Regions from separate parts of the Mus musculus genome. Here region 1 is linked to region 2. A link is a contact called in public promoter capture Hi-C data. All regions are on one chromosome and are shown on one strand. The core of a region is the stretch at or near the end of the contact, and the rest is flanking DNA. Distances in the headings are between cores, read along the strand shown. Region 1 holds the start of Rnf141 (ring finger protein 141). Region 2 holds the start of Dennd5a (DENN/MADD domain containing 5A).

Region 1 (6,338 bases), core at 3,180-5,679, 880 kb before region 2:
GGAGGAGAAGAGGAAATTATCCTGTTGTAATGGCTAGACTTCCTTTATTTTCCTCTCCCCAAACTATGGTTTGAGAGGCACTGCTATGGCCTTCTTTCCCCTGGATCTGTTAAAGCAGTTGCCCAGCCCTTCTGGTTTATCTGAAGTCAGAAGGGTGCTCCTGGAGCAATGTACCAACCCTCCAGGCTATCCACAAACATATTGCTCAACATGCTCACAAGCCAATGTGGTTCATCCAAGCGGTATTGAGTTTCCCCCACTGTCCTTGGCCTAATTCTGCTCTGCTCACTGCTGTGCCTTCCACAGAGCACACCAACTATCTCTGATGGTTTTTCTATTTCCCACTAAGCACTATGACCACTTCCTCTAGTTGCCAGTTCCACTGACCCCATTGAACACAGCTCCCACATCCTCCTGGCATTGCCCACTGACCTTGTCAGACTCCACACTGCTTCCCTGCACCATCCTAGGTATCACAGTGCTTACTCTCTCTTAGATGACACCTTTCTCTTGGAGACTGAAGTCACTTTTCCCCACCACCACAGAGTCCTCTGGGCACTGCCATCTCTTTAGTTGGTATCGCTGACACCAGCACTGACACTTGGATCCTGAAGTCACTTTGGTGTGAAAGTCATTGACTTCTGGTGCCATCGCTACAGTTCGTTCATACCTATAGGAGCTCCCCTCTGTTAATATGGCAATGCAGGGTTGGATTGCCAATGAAATACAAGAATTGGCAATACATTAAATAAATCTAGGAGTGCATGAGTTCCCAAAGGGTTTGAGAATAAGATCCGAGGGCTAAGGGGAGACCATAGTGCCCATAGTAGGGACACTAGAGTGTAGAAGCAGGCAAAAGAAAGGATGGACTGGGATATAGAAACACCAGAGTGCAGCATCCTAGAAGATGACAGAGATTTGATGGTTTGATGTTTTTGTTGTTGGTTCCCCCCCCACCCCCCACTCCAAGACTGGGTTTTTCTGGGTAGCTCTGGCTGCCCTGGAATTCACTATGTAGACCAGTCTAGCCTTCAACTCAGAGACCCACCTGTCATTGCTGGGATTAAAAGAAGTTGTCACCTCTGCCCAGCCAGAGGTTTCATCTTAACCATAGATAACTAGTTTTTCTGTGTTCTACCCTGAGAATTGAAGGTGATCCTATACACTGTGAAGGAAAACACAGAGTGGCAGCCTAGGATCTCTGGAAGCTAGCCCACTCTCATTCACTTGTTCTGTAGTTCTTGGGTGCAACACGTCCTACCCCTGGATCTCCGTTTTCCTCATCTATAAGGAATGTTGGAGCAGATGACTGTTAGTCAGCACTGTCAAACTCAAAGTTTCATCAATTACATACAGGAAGTTAATAGTGTTTGCCACTCACAGTCTTCCACAGTATTCCCACAGTCCTGACACAGATGTTCAGTGACCTTACAGACTGATAGGAGTCCTAGGACATACCTTCCTAGAAAAAAAAATATACATTTCAAAAGTCAAAATGCATCTGAGTATCCCTATGGGACTGTATTCACTTCGAGTGCATTCAATTCTCATATTATCACTGAATGGAAAATTCCTAAACTGTGAAGCTCTGAATACTCATAACAAATTACACTGTTTATTGAAAAAAAAACAGTCTTTCATATAGGCAGATGAACTTGGAGACTTCTTCTATAATTCTTATGATCTATCTATCTATCTAATTTTCTATAAACATTTTAACACTTTTATTATATGTAAGATAAACATTACTACAGAATAACCTTATGACAGAGGATGGTTAATCATGTATACTTTGTGGTTGATTTGGATAAGAATGGACCCCACAGGTTTGCATCCCCAAAGGAGGAACAACAATATGATCTAACCAGTACCTCCAGAGCTCCCTGGGACTAAACCACCAACCAAAAAAATCACATGGTGGGACTCATGGCTCTAGCTGCATATGTAGCAGAGGATGGCCTAGTCGGTCATCAATGGGAGGAGAGGCCCTTGTCCTGTGAGGGTTCGATGCCCCAGTATAGGGGAATGCCAGGGCCAGGAAGTGGGAGTGGGTCTGTTGGTGAGCTAGGGGGGAGGGTGAGGGGGTTTTGGAGGGGAAACCAGGAAAGGGGATAACATTTGAAATTAAAATAAAGGAAATATCAAAGAAAAAAAGAAGAGTCATATGGAAGAAAAAAAAAGAATGGCCCCCATAGGCTCTTATATTTGAATGCTTAGTCATCAGGGAGTGGCACTATTTGAATGGATTAGAAGGATTAGGAAGTGTGGTCTTGTTAGAGAGAATGTGCCACTGGTTTGAAGTTTGAAGCTTTGAGGTTTCAAAAGCCCACTCCAGGCCCAGGGTTTCTCCTCAGCCTGTGGGTCAGGATGTAGCTACTTCCTCTGCATCATACACGCCCTCATGCTCCCTGCCATGACGATGATGGACTAAGCCTCTGACCCTGTAAGCCACCCCCTAGTTAAATCCTTTCTTTCATAAGAGCTGCCATGGTCATGGTGTCTCTTCACAGCAACAGAAAGTGACTAAGACATATGTTTAGGTAACACTATTTAATAAAATAGTGATCTTATTTTGTTTACCATCTGGGTTCTTCATTATGTTTATGCAAACATAAAAAGGAACTTGTTATGCTAAGCAGCGGCTGCCTAGACTGGTCATTAATTATTTTAATATAACTACCACGTTATATCACCTTGGTCTTGCAATCTCTCCTTTATTTCAGTCTTTGTGGTGCTCACTATAAAAAGGAATACAGGTCCCACTTTATAAAACTGTGCTTTATGGAGACTATTTTTTTTCTGACTGGGCTCAGGTTAGACAAAGATATGAACCTTTAAAACATGAAGCAGCTACATCTTTACCCCATAACTTTTTGGGAATGTAGTTGGCATATACTAAACTATATATGAGTAAGGTGTACAATTTGAGAAGTTTTCATATTACATTCATGTCTGTGGTGTCATGCTCTAAGACAGTGAACATAGCCAATACCCTAAAATGTTTCTTCTTACCCTTTGAAGGTTTGGAGGACTTGTGTTTGAGTCTGAGCCAAGGCTTAAACATGCTAGGCAAGTGTTTTACCGTTGAGTCAGCCACCTCTAGTTCCCATTCTAACACTGTAGTGTTTCCTACCTGACACCACCCGCTAAGCAACCACTGATCTGATTTTGCCACTAAAGATTCCTGGGGGCGGGGGCTATTCTAGAAAATTTTTTTGGAAGGTCTATCTTCTTTCAGCCTAAGTATTTCAGGCTCATCCACATTGTTAAGTGTGTCAATCATGTATTCTTTATTATTGCTGAGTAATATTCCATTGTGTGACTTTATTTCAGTTGTTTTCCATTCACCTGTTGATATGTTGTCATAGGGTTTCTACTGCTGTGAAGAGACACCATGATCAGAGAAACTCGTATAAAGGAAAACAATTCATTGGGGCTGACTTAGAATTCCGTGGTTTAGTCCATAATAGTCATGGTGGGAAGCATGGCAGCACACAGGCAGACATGCTGGAGAGGTAGCTGAGAGTTCTACATCTGGATCAGCAGGCAGCAGGAAGAGAGAGTGACACTGGGTCTGACCTACGCATCTGAAAACTCAAAGCCCACCCCTAGTGACATATTTTCTCCAACAAAGCCTTATCTATTGCAGCAAGGCCACACTTCCTAATAGTGCCATTCCCTGTGGGCCTATGGGGACCATTTTCATTCAAACCACCACATCAGGTATCTGATGTTGGTGTACTAGTCTTCATGTGGATCTATTCTAGAAGCAGGATGACTGGACTATGTGGTTGGAATGTTTGTGCTTAGGTTTTAAAGAAATGGCCACAATCTCGTTCCACAATGATTGTATCATTTTACATCCCCAACAGACAATCTGAACAGATTTGTTCAGCATCTTTGTCAATATTTAATACAGTTCTTTTCATTTTAGCCACTGTGGTATTGTATTGATAATTCACTTCCCTTCTAATTTGCATAATGGTCTCAGACATCATTTCATGTGCTTATTTGCTATCCATAAATCTAAAAGGCTAGTCTAGTCTTTGGCCATTTAAAAAAATTGTGGGTTTTTTTGTTGTTGTTGTTGTTTTTTTTTTTTTTGGGGGGGGGAGGGGTAAGAATTGTGTATTCTAATTAGAAGTCCTTTGTTAAATATATTTTGCTTTTCCAAAGCCTGTGACTTGCCTCTTCATTTTTTTGTCCTTTTTTACAAAAGTATTTAATTTTATTGATTTCTATGTATGTGACTATTTTGCCTACAGGTGTGTGTCAGCAGCCTTGAGCTACAAAAACCTCCAAAGCCAACAGGGGGGGGTGGAGCTCCGTCTCCAGGCAACGCGCGAGGGCGTGGCCTTACGTCACTGAGGTGCGACTGGTTTGCGGGCCGCGCCGCTGCCGCCTAGCGGGTTTAGCTAAGCAGCAGCCGAGGCGGTGTCCCTGGTGCGAGGAGAGCGATGCCTTGAACTGGGTGAGCCTTGCAGCGCCGCCCCTTCGCTGTGTCCCTTCCCAGCCACTCCACGGTCCTGGAGTAGGGAGTGGAGGCCCGGGCAGCACCAGGGTGTGAAACCGGGCTTCAGAGGAGCTAGGGCCCCTTGTCAGGGCCTCGGCTGCGGGCTTTGGGCACCGATTCCTGGGCGGGTGGAGACTCTGGGTCCGCCTTCTCGGTGGCGGTGGAGACTCTGGGTCCGCCTTCGCGGTGGTGCTGAGGAGAGCTTTCAGAGATCAGCTCGAGCGGTTTTGAATCTTGGCGCTGGCGCACTGAGCAGTTTAGCTGTTGGTTAGCAGAGCAGGTGCGCCAAGGAGGGGCTGAGGGGCGGGTGCTGGGGCCAGGGCGGCAGGGTGGCCACAGGGCAAGGCTTCTGAGGGAGAGCCTGGGCCCGTGGTGTCGGCCAGCCCTCCTACTAAACCCGCCCCGGCAGTGCACCCGGGCCCTTGCTTGTCAAGCTAATTGCTACCTTTTGAGGACCGACATTAAAAAAAAAGTTTCCTTGCTAATCATAATTGTAGGGTAAGTTGCCTTCTGTGTGCAGTTTCATTACAAAACTGTGGGGTTACTGTTGTTGCAATTTGTCTCCAGCCTACCTTCATATTCTTCATATTCCGACCCAGCCCCATTTCCTGATGCCCAGCATTTCTTGTCCTTCTTCTGGAGTACATGTAGCTCCAGTAACACTCCCAGTTGCTTTTAATCCGTGCTTCTCAAACTAAGACCATCTTTTCCACACCCCCTTACCGTGCTTGCTATAGAATGAAATTCACCCTTTAGACTTTTACTTGGGCTTGAACTGTCACCCGACCAATGGTCCTGATAGTTGTCCTTGAAAAGTAATGCCTTCTGAATTCAGAGCCCTCAGGACTTGCGTGGATTTTGTTTTACCCCTTTTGTGCTGGCTGGTTTCGGTTTCTGTCTTAACATGATTGTGTTTTTCAAGACTATGTTATCTTTGTCATTTGGCGTAAGGGAACCATATATATAAGGGACATATAGGATAGATATTCTCTGAATATATCTAAATTCTTTTAACTAGAGGAAGTTGATTTCTCTTTCTAAAAAGGTAGAGAAGGTGCAAAGAGAATATTTTTCTTTCTAAGTCAGAGTGTACTTACTACTTGGTGTGTGCTTTGTCAGGCTGTCTATAATACTTGCCAATTTTCCAAGAATCCATGAAAGGATGAATGGATAATCTATAAGGAAAATTAACAACTGGTGCTATTAGAACTCCAGCACTTACTCAGTACTCTGTTTGTTTATAGGTTTTCAGGTTTTATTTTATTTTATTGAGATTTCTTTAGTTTTATTTCTCCTCCTTAATACCTTTGACCCCAGAACAGGCATTCTAGATTCTATACCGACTCTGACCAGCCTAATCATTGGATATCTGTATAAACTTAGAGTTTGTATAAATAGTGAATAATAAGTTAAGTAGTGTCATTCGAGCCCCAATTGTAGAACTTAGTATGTATTACTAAGATGGAAGATGGTACAAAATTTAACAAATTTCAAAGGTGCCTTTGATACCGAAGTCATTGTTGACTAGTCATCTGATGTGACACCAGAAGTCAGCCTTAGGTCTGGATAGACTACACACCTAGTGGCCAGCAAGTCCCAGGGATCTTCCTGTCCCTGCACACACACACACCCGGCCTGGCACTAAGATCACAAGTGTGCCACTGCGCTGTCCTTTCACATGAGTTCAGGGGTAGAACTGAGGCCCGGGTGCTTCCTGGAGGTCCTTTCCCAGCTGAACTCTCCAGCCCTCACCCAGTTGTCTTGCACTTTGATGGGCTCAGTTTTCCTCTGTGTCATTTCTGAATGACTTATGTTTCACATTTTC
Region 2 (6,071 bases), core at 2,152-4,651:
CAGCTCTTAACCTCTGAGCCATCTTTCCAGCTCTAAGTTTTTCTTTCTTAACTGTTTAGATCTAGGAGCTACATAAAAACACTTATACAAACATGCCATTGGTGCGAACTAGTCACATGGATTCAAGAAAAACAGAAAAGGCAAGTGTCTTCTAGGGACAGCTCTACACACAGTGGAAAGAGAAAGTTGGTTTTTATAGTGAACTTTAAGCATCTCTTACTATCTTTTCCCCAACCCCAGTCATCTCAGGCCATCCTCATCTCCTTATTGCTCCATGAACATTGCAGACACACACTGCTCACACTCATTCCTGTAATTATGTCCCCTCAGATATTCACTTGCCTGCTAATATCCTCCATGCTGAATTGGGCACCCTGGGTTGTGTTTATATAAAACGTATTTTATATTAGACTGGTAAAAAGGCTCAGTCAGCAAAGATGCTTGCTGCTAAACCTGACGATTAGAGTTCTACCCTGAGAACCCATGTCATCAAAGGAGAGAATGGATTTCCCTAAATCTTGACTTATACATGTGTGCCATTGCATGTGCGCGTGCACGTACAAACACACACACACTCACTCAGATATAAATAAATGTAAAAAGTATATTCTTCTATATAAAGGAGTGTATTACAGTCATGCATGGTGGTACATGCCCATAATCCTAGCACTTGGGAGGCTGAGGGAGGAGGATTTTAAGTTGGAGGCCAGCCTGAGCTTCTTAGGCAATTTCCGGTCAGCCTGGGTTACATGGAGAGACCCCTGTCTCAAACAAAACAAAGTAAGCATATAAAGCTCTCAACATTAAATTCTTTCCCACTAATTTTTCAATTAGTTTCCGAATCTGCGCTGTAATCTGTTCGGAGGTAGGAATAGCTAGGAGAGGTTAACTGCTCCCTCTTTTACACAGCTAGGAAGAGTGGGGCAGAGATTTAATCACTAACTAGTCATATCCAGACCTGTATTTCTCCCCACTCTCTAAGAAGCAGTCACTCTGCCAAGCATATTTCCTGCTGGGAAGGAGATCACTTTACAGTTGAGTATTCTGGGCCTCTGAGCAAATGAATACTGGCACGGATTTGTTTTCAACTGGTGTTTCATGTGTTGAGTTAGTATGAGAGTGAGAGAGGTCTTCTAGCAGCTGGCAAGCCTAGATAAAAAGTTTCTAGACTTTTAAACTGAGTAAGTTTAGTCTCCTCCTTTTTTCTCTATTTTTACAGTTTTGTTGTTGTGGTTTTGTTTTGTTTTTGTTTTTTTTAAGACAAAGTTTCTCTTTGTATCCCTGGCTGTGCTGGAACTCTGACTAAACTTTCCTTGAACTCACAGAGATCCATCCCTGGGGTTGAAGGCTTGCACATATCACTCTTTGACCTTTTCTCTCTCTAATTGAAAAATTTCCCAAGTCTCTTCTATATCTTCGTCTGAGTGATCCTTTAATTGTACCCGGTCTGTACACCTGGCATTTGAAACCTTTCTTGCCCCAACTCTTCTCTCCCTCTCTGTTTTATTTTCAATCCCTTTTAATTCTCTGTCTCTGTTTGCTATTTTGTTGTTTTAGACCATCTGTACTGTAAGGCTGGGCTGGCTTCACATTCACACTCCTTTTGCTTGGGCTCCAGAATGCTGGGATTATAGGTTTGCGCCACTATACCTGGCTTTCCCATCTTCCATATTAGTACATTCCTCAGTGCTGCCTAAATGTCTGGCTTTTCCACTCTTTATTGTGGGCACACATTTGATCCTTAGAATCACCAGAAGCCTTCCATGACCGTGACCCAGCACCAAAAGGCGTTCTTTTCTTTGCTTTATTAAGCTCTCTGAGCCCCCTGCACAGACTCTGAGTCCCAAGCATGTGGGTTATAGTATCATCACTTCAGATGGACTTTGTAAAGCTACCCAGTCCTCTTGATTTCTCCCAGCCGCTCAGGTTAGATATAGGGAGCAGATGCTATGGTTTCCAGTGATGTTGGCTGTGACCTCTCAACCAACCTCCCAAAGGGATCCAGTACTTGAGAGGAATACTGGGACAGAACCCAGGAGAGAGCCCAGGTTCAGCCCTTGGGGAAGCCAATTGCCTTCTATAGTCCTTAGCTGGCTGCCTGCCAGAGCAAACCTGGCGCACACTATTCTGTAACAACAATGACAATGTATATAATATTTATGGAGTGCCTTCTATGTTCTGGGTATAATCCTCACCACTTTACCTATACATGCATTTATTTTGTACTTTGACAAAAATCATGCCTGTTGGCACCTAGAAATTACATAAGTAAGTTGCCAATATCATATTGTACATTATAAGTCAGAATTCAAACTGGGGGACTGTTTCTAGAGCCCATGCTAGCAGCCACTACAGTTTCTCTTCCTTGGCCTCTGATGTTACAGTACAGACCCACCTGAGCCTGGTGTGATGATGCAGGCCTTTAAGCCCAGCACTGAGCAGGCAGAAGAAAGAGTATTGCATCAGGGTAATACAGGTACATAGCAAGTTCTGGGTCAGACAGGTCTATAAGTGAGACCCTATCCAAAAAAACCAAATCAAATCAATCAACCAACCAACCACCAAAAGAAGACACATCTGGCTAGCTTCTGTAGAAAATGAAGTCAGAGGGTCTGTTCTTTAGACAAGAGACAAGGACCAGGAGGTTTCACCTGTTCAGCCACCCTTTCTCTTCTACAAGCAAATTCTCACTAGAAGGAAGAAAGGAATGAATGAATGAATGAATGAATGAATGAAGGGTGATGGATAGATGGATGAATGGACAGAGAATTCTGTGAGCATGAAAAGAACTAAGTGAAGGGGGAGGGAGACTTCTGGGGCTTCATGAAAGGGGGAGAGTTTGGTGCATGGAAGAAGCCCTGCTTGTGGGGTGCGGGGCAGTGAGCTAGCGCAGGATTCAAGCGTAGGGTTGTTTCTTGCATTTTTTGAGCCTCAGTTTCCCTATCTGCAAATTAAAGGTAAATAGAAGATAAGCTGACCCACTCTCTCCAAAGAACAGAGTTTCCTCAGATCTATTGGGGAAAGCTGACACTGAGGAGAGGTGACAAGGAGAAGCTGCTCTGTGGTGACAGTATAGGAGCAGGATTCGGTGGGCTTCACAGTTCAGCCCTGCAGCTCTTATGCCGGTGACACGGCCAGCACGAGCCACCATGGCCCACTCTTTCCGCACACCGCATCCGATTTCTCTAAAGGGTGTCGCAGTCGCGTGGAGGTGGCTGCAGTCGCGGGATCCCAGCAGCTGACCGCTGGCCACTCTGTGGTGGCTGCTCTGGAAGCCCAGGCCCCCGGGGCCCAAAGAGCATCACGTCATCCTTTGCGCCCGACGACCGCCCCTCCCCGACCGCGCGTGCGCACGCGGTGGCGGCGGGTGGGGGGCCGCGGTGGGGCGGGCGGCCGCTCTCCGCCCTTCCTCAGGCTTGCTCAGGCCGCGGTGCAGAGGACAGCGTCCAGGATGCGGCGCGGGGTGGCCCGGCGCCCCCCTGCCCCGGCACGGCAGCGGCGGCCGCTAGGACCCGGCGAGGCCCGGGGGCGGCGGCCGGAGCCTCGGTAGCGGCGGCGGAGGGAGCGGCGGCTGAGGGCGGGCGGGCGGCCGGGGGCGGGGGCTCGGCTCCGCGCGGCTTGCCCCGCTCGGCCCGGAGCCATGAGCGGCGGCGGCGGCGGAGGGGGCTCGGCGCCCAGTCGCTTCGCCGACTATTTTGTCATCTGCGGGCTGGACACCGAGACCGGGCTGGAGCCGGACGAGCTGTCGGGTGAGTGCGCGCGAGCCCGGGCTAGGGCCCGCGGGGCCCGCTTTGTCCCGGGAGCCCAGTGAGGGTCGGGCGAGCAGACGGGACGCGGGTCCCGCGGGCCTGCTGCCCCCCGCGCGGTGGTCGCCGCGTCGGCAACCTGGGGAGACGCGGACGCTGGGTGCGCTCAGAGGTCGAGGGGCTTAGTCCACAATGAAGGGAAGCTTGCCTTCTAGCACCCTTTTGGGAGGAAAGAAGTTAGCCCACTTCCTAGTGAGAGTTAGTCCCACCCAGACTTTTCAAAAGAGCAAAACAAAAACTTGATGAGTTTATTTGGCCTCTTCCCAAGAAGCCGGCGAGACCAGTTCCTCAAAACCGTTATAACTCACTCCTGAGCAGGCCAGGCCCGGGCTTTTCCTTCACAGTTCTGCCCCTCTTGATCGGACGTGAAGTGACAAATTGAACCGGGTTACACCAAGAACGGGTTCTCTCTTGGCGCTAGAAAAGAACTTGTACCCAGGGCCATGCTTTTGTTGTTGTTGTTGTTGTTGTTTGTTTTTTAAGTTAATGTCCTTTACCAGGCGAGGGTCATTTGTGAATGAAGGCAGCGCGTCCCAGTTGGACAGGTTGTGCAGTGTTGTGATGCCTCTCAAGTTATCTTTCGAAGAGGAAGTGATGGGGGAGTGACAGTGAGGCCCTGATGAGATTTGGCACCCATTGCTTGAAGGTGTAAGAATTATAAAATCCCCGGTGAATTCCTGCGCGCCCACATTGGAGTTGCAACAGTTTTGAAAAGTTTTTGGGTGGCCAGTAAGCAGGTTTCAGTGGTTGGAGGCTTGTCGTGTTAGACTTTAAAGTTATGTCATGCTGATTCGATGAGGGAAACTCCTCTCCCCCTTTCTGTCACGATGTGGTAGTCATTGAACACCGTACAGTTTCTCTATTGAAAGTGATCATCCAGTCTTGGATTTTTTTTTTTTTGTCACTCCAGTTTGTTTGTTTGTTTCTCCTCCGATTCTTCTTCTTCCTCCTCCTCCTCCTTGTCTTCCTCTTTCTCCTCCTTATCTCTCCAACCCCCCACTGGTTTCTTGGTGTAGCTCTAGTTGTATTAAAACACACTCTGTAGGCCAGTGTGGCCTCAAAGTCAGAGATTTGCCTGCCTCTGACTCTTGGGTGCTGGGATTAAAGGAGTGCAACACTACTGCCTGGTGAATTCCACTGTTTCTTATGGGGAAAAAAAAGAGTGCACACTTCAGATGATAAAGCTGGATTGTCTTTTAAAACTATGAGAAACTGATGCCTTATACAACACCCTGAAGTAGGAATGGGCTGATCCTAGCTAAGCCTTTGTTCTAGCCTGAGTAGTCCAAGCTCAAAGTACAGACAGATGTTGCCATCTGGTTCATAAGGATTAACTTTAGAATTGTGGATGATGTAGTTGTTGGATTGCAGTTCCAGGTATTGGTGGTGGATGGGATGTGAGAGGGAAATGAGGCCCAGAAGGACAGCAGGGATGATATCGGTCCAAAACTTCTTTGGTGGCATGCTGCACCACAGCAGCCTCTCTGGAGGTTTTTAAAAAACAGTAACGTGGTCACTGGTGTACATCTGTTATCCCAGCGTTTGGGAGGCAGAGGCAGGAAGATTGCCACAAGTTTAAGGCCCGACTGGCCTTCATAGTGAGACCCTGGCGAAAAAGACAAAAGAAAAACAAACTAACCTGTTGAGAAGGGTTAAAAACAACAGTCTTTCTGGATGAAAGAAGCTCAAAGGTAGAGTAAACTTTTTATGGTGTACTATTATTGAATGTCTGTTAGTTGTGTAGCTGTTTGGTCTTAGAAAGTAGAGATAGCCTTAAGAGGTGGCGTAAGCCTGTGAGATCCTTGTTCCGGAAACTGGAGGATCTGGAGTTCAAGGTCATTTTCAGCTTTAAAAAAAAAAAAAGAAACAAAGAAAGGAAACCAGGCAGTGTTTGGGTTAGAATGGACAGACGTGTTGGCTATTGGCTGTATTTGTGCCTGGGCAAATTAGATAACTGGAGGGTAGACCTGGAAACTTAAAAAGCAATCTGTCTTTCACCAAAAAAGAAATGTTATTCTCTTTTATATCTGTTAATATCTGTTAATTATCTGGCTTCTCAGCAAGCTAAAATTATATCCCTGTATAACCTTATTGGAGAATAAAGAGGGGATGAGTTGTATAATGTGTAAGAAGGGCATTCTGTGTATTCTTTAATTTGGTTGCAGTCGTGTAATGCCGAGGGCATATATCCAATAGCTGGCTTGCCTTTGTTAGAACAGACAGTGATTGAGATATTTTTTTTCATCCTTCTTTCATTTCTGGTGG

The links. Promoter capture Hi-C pulls out the DNA fragments that hold promoters and counts their contacts.
Region 1: a promoter capture Hi-C map of pre-B cells shows a contact between it and region 2, with 4 times the contacts expected there. The contact joins the promoter of Rnf141 here to the promoter of Dennd5a in region 2. A contact is called at or near these places in 2 of 39 promoter capture datasets (liver and pre-B cells), 1 of 115 datasets of contacts at active chromatin or transcription factors (pancreatic cancer cells) and 1 of 9 other capture datasets (macrophages).

Annotation. Positions count from the first base shown.
Region 1 is chr7:110,842,472-110,848,809 of GRCm38.p6, reverse strand. Rnf141 (ring finger protein 141) reads left to right here and starts at 4,429. Exons shown (of 6, transcript NM_025999.3): 1 at 4,429-4,471.
Region 2 is chr7:109,957,752-109,963,822 of GRCm38.p6, reverse strand. It overlaps Dennd5a (DENN/MADD domain containing 5A), which reads left to right and starts at 3,401. Exons shown (of 23, transcript NM_021494.1): 1 at 3,401-3,749. The coding sequence starts at 3,641.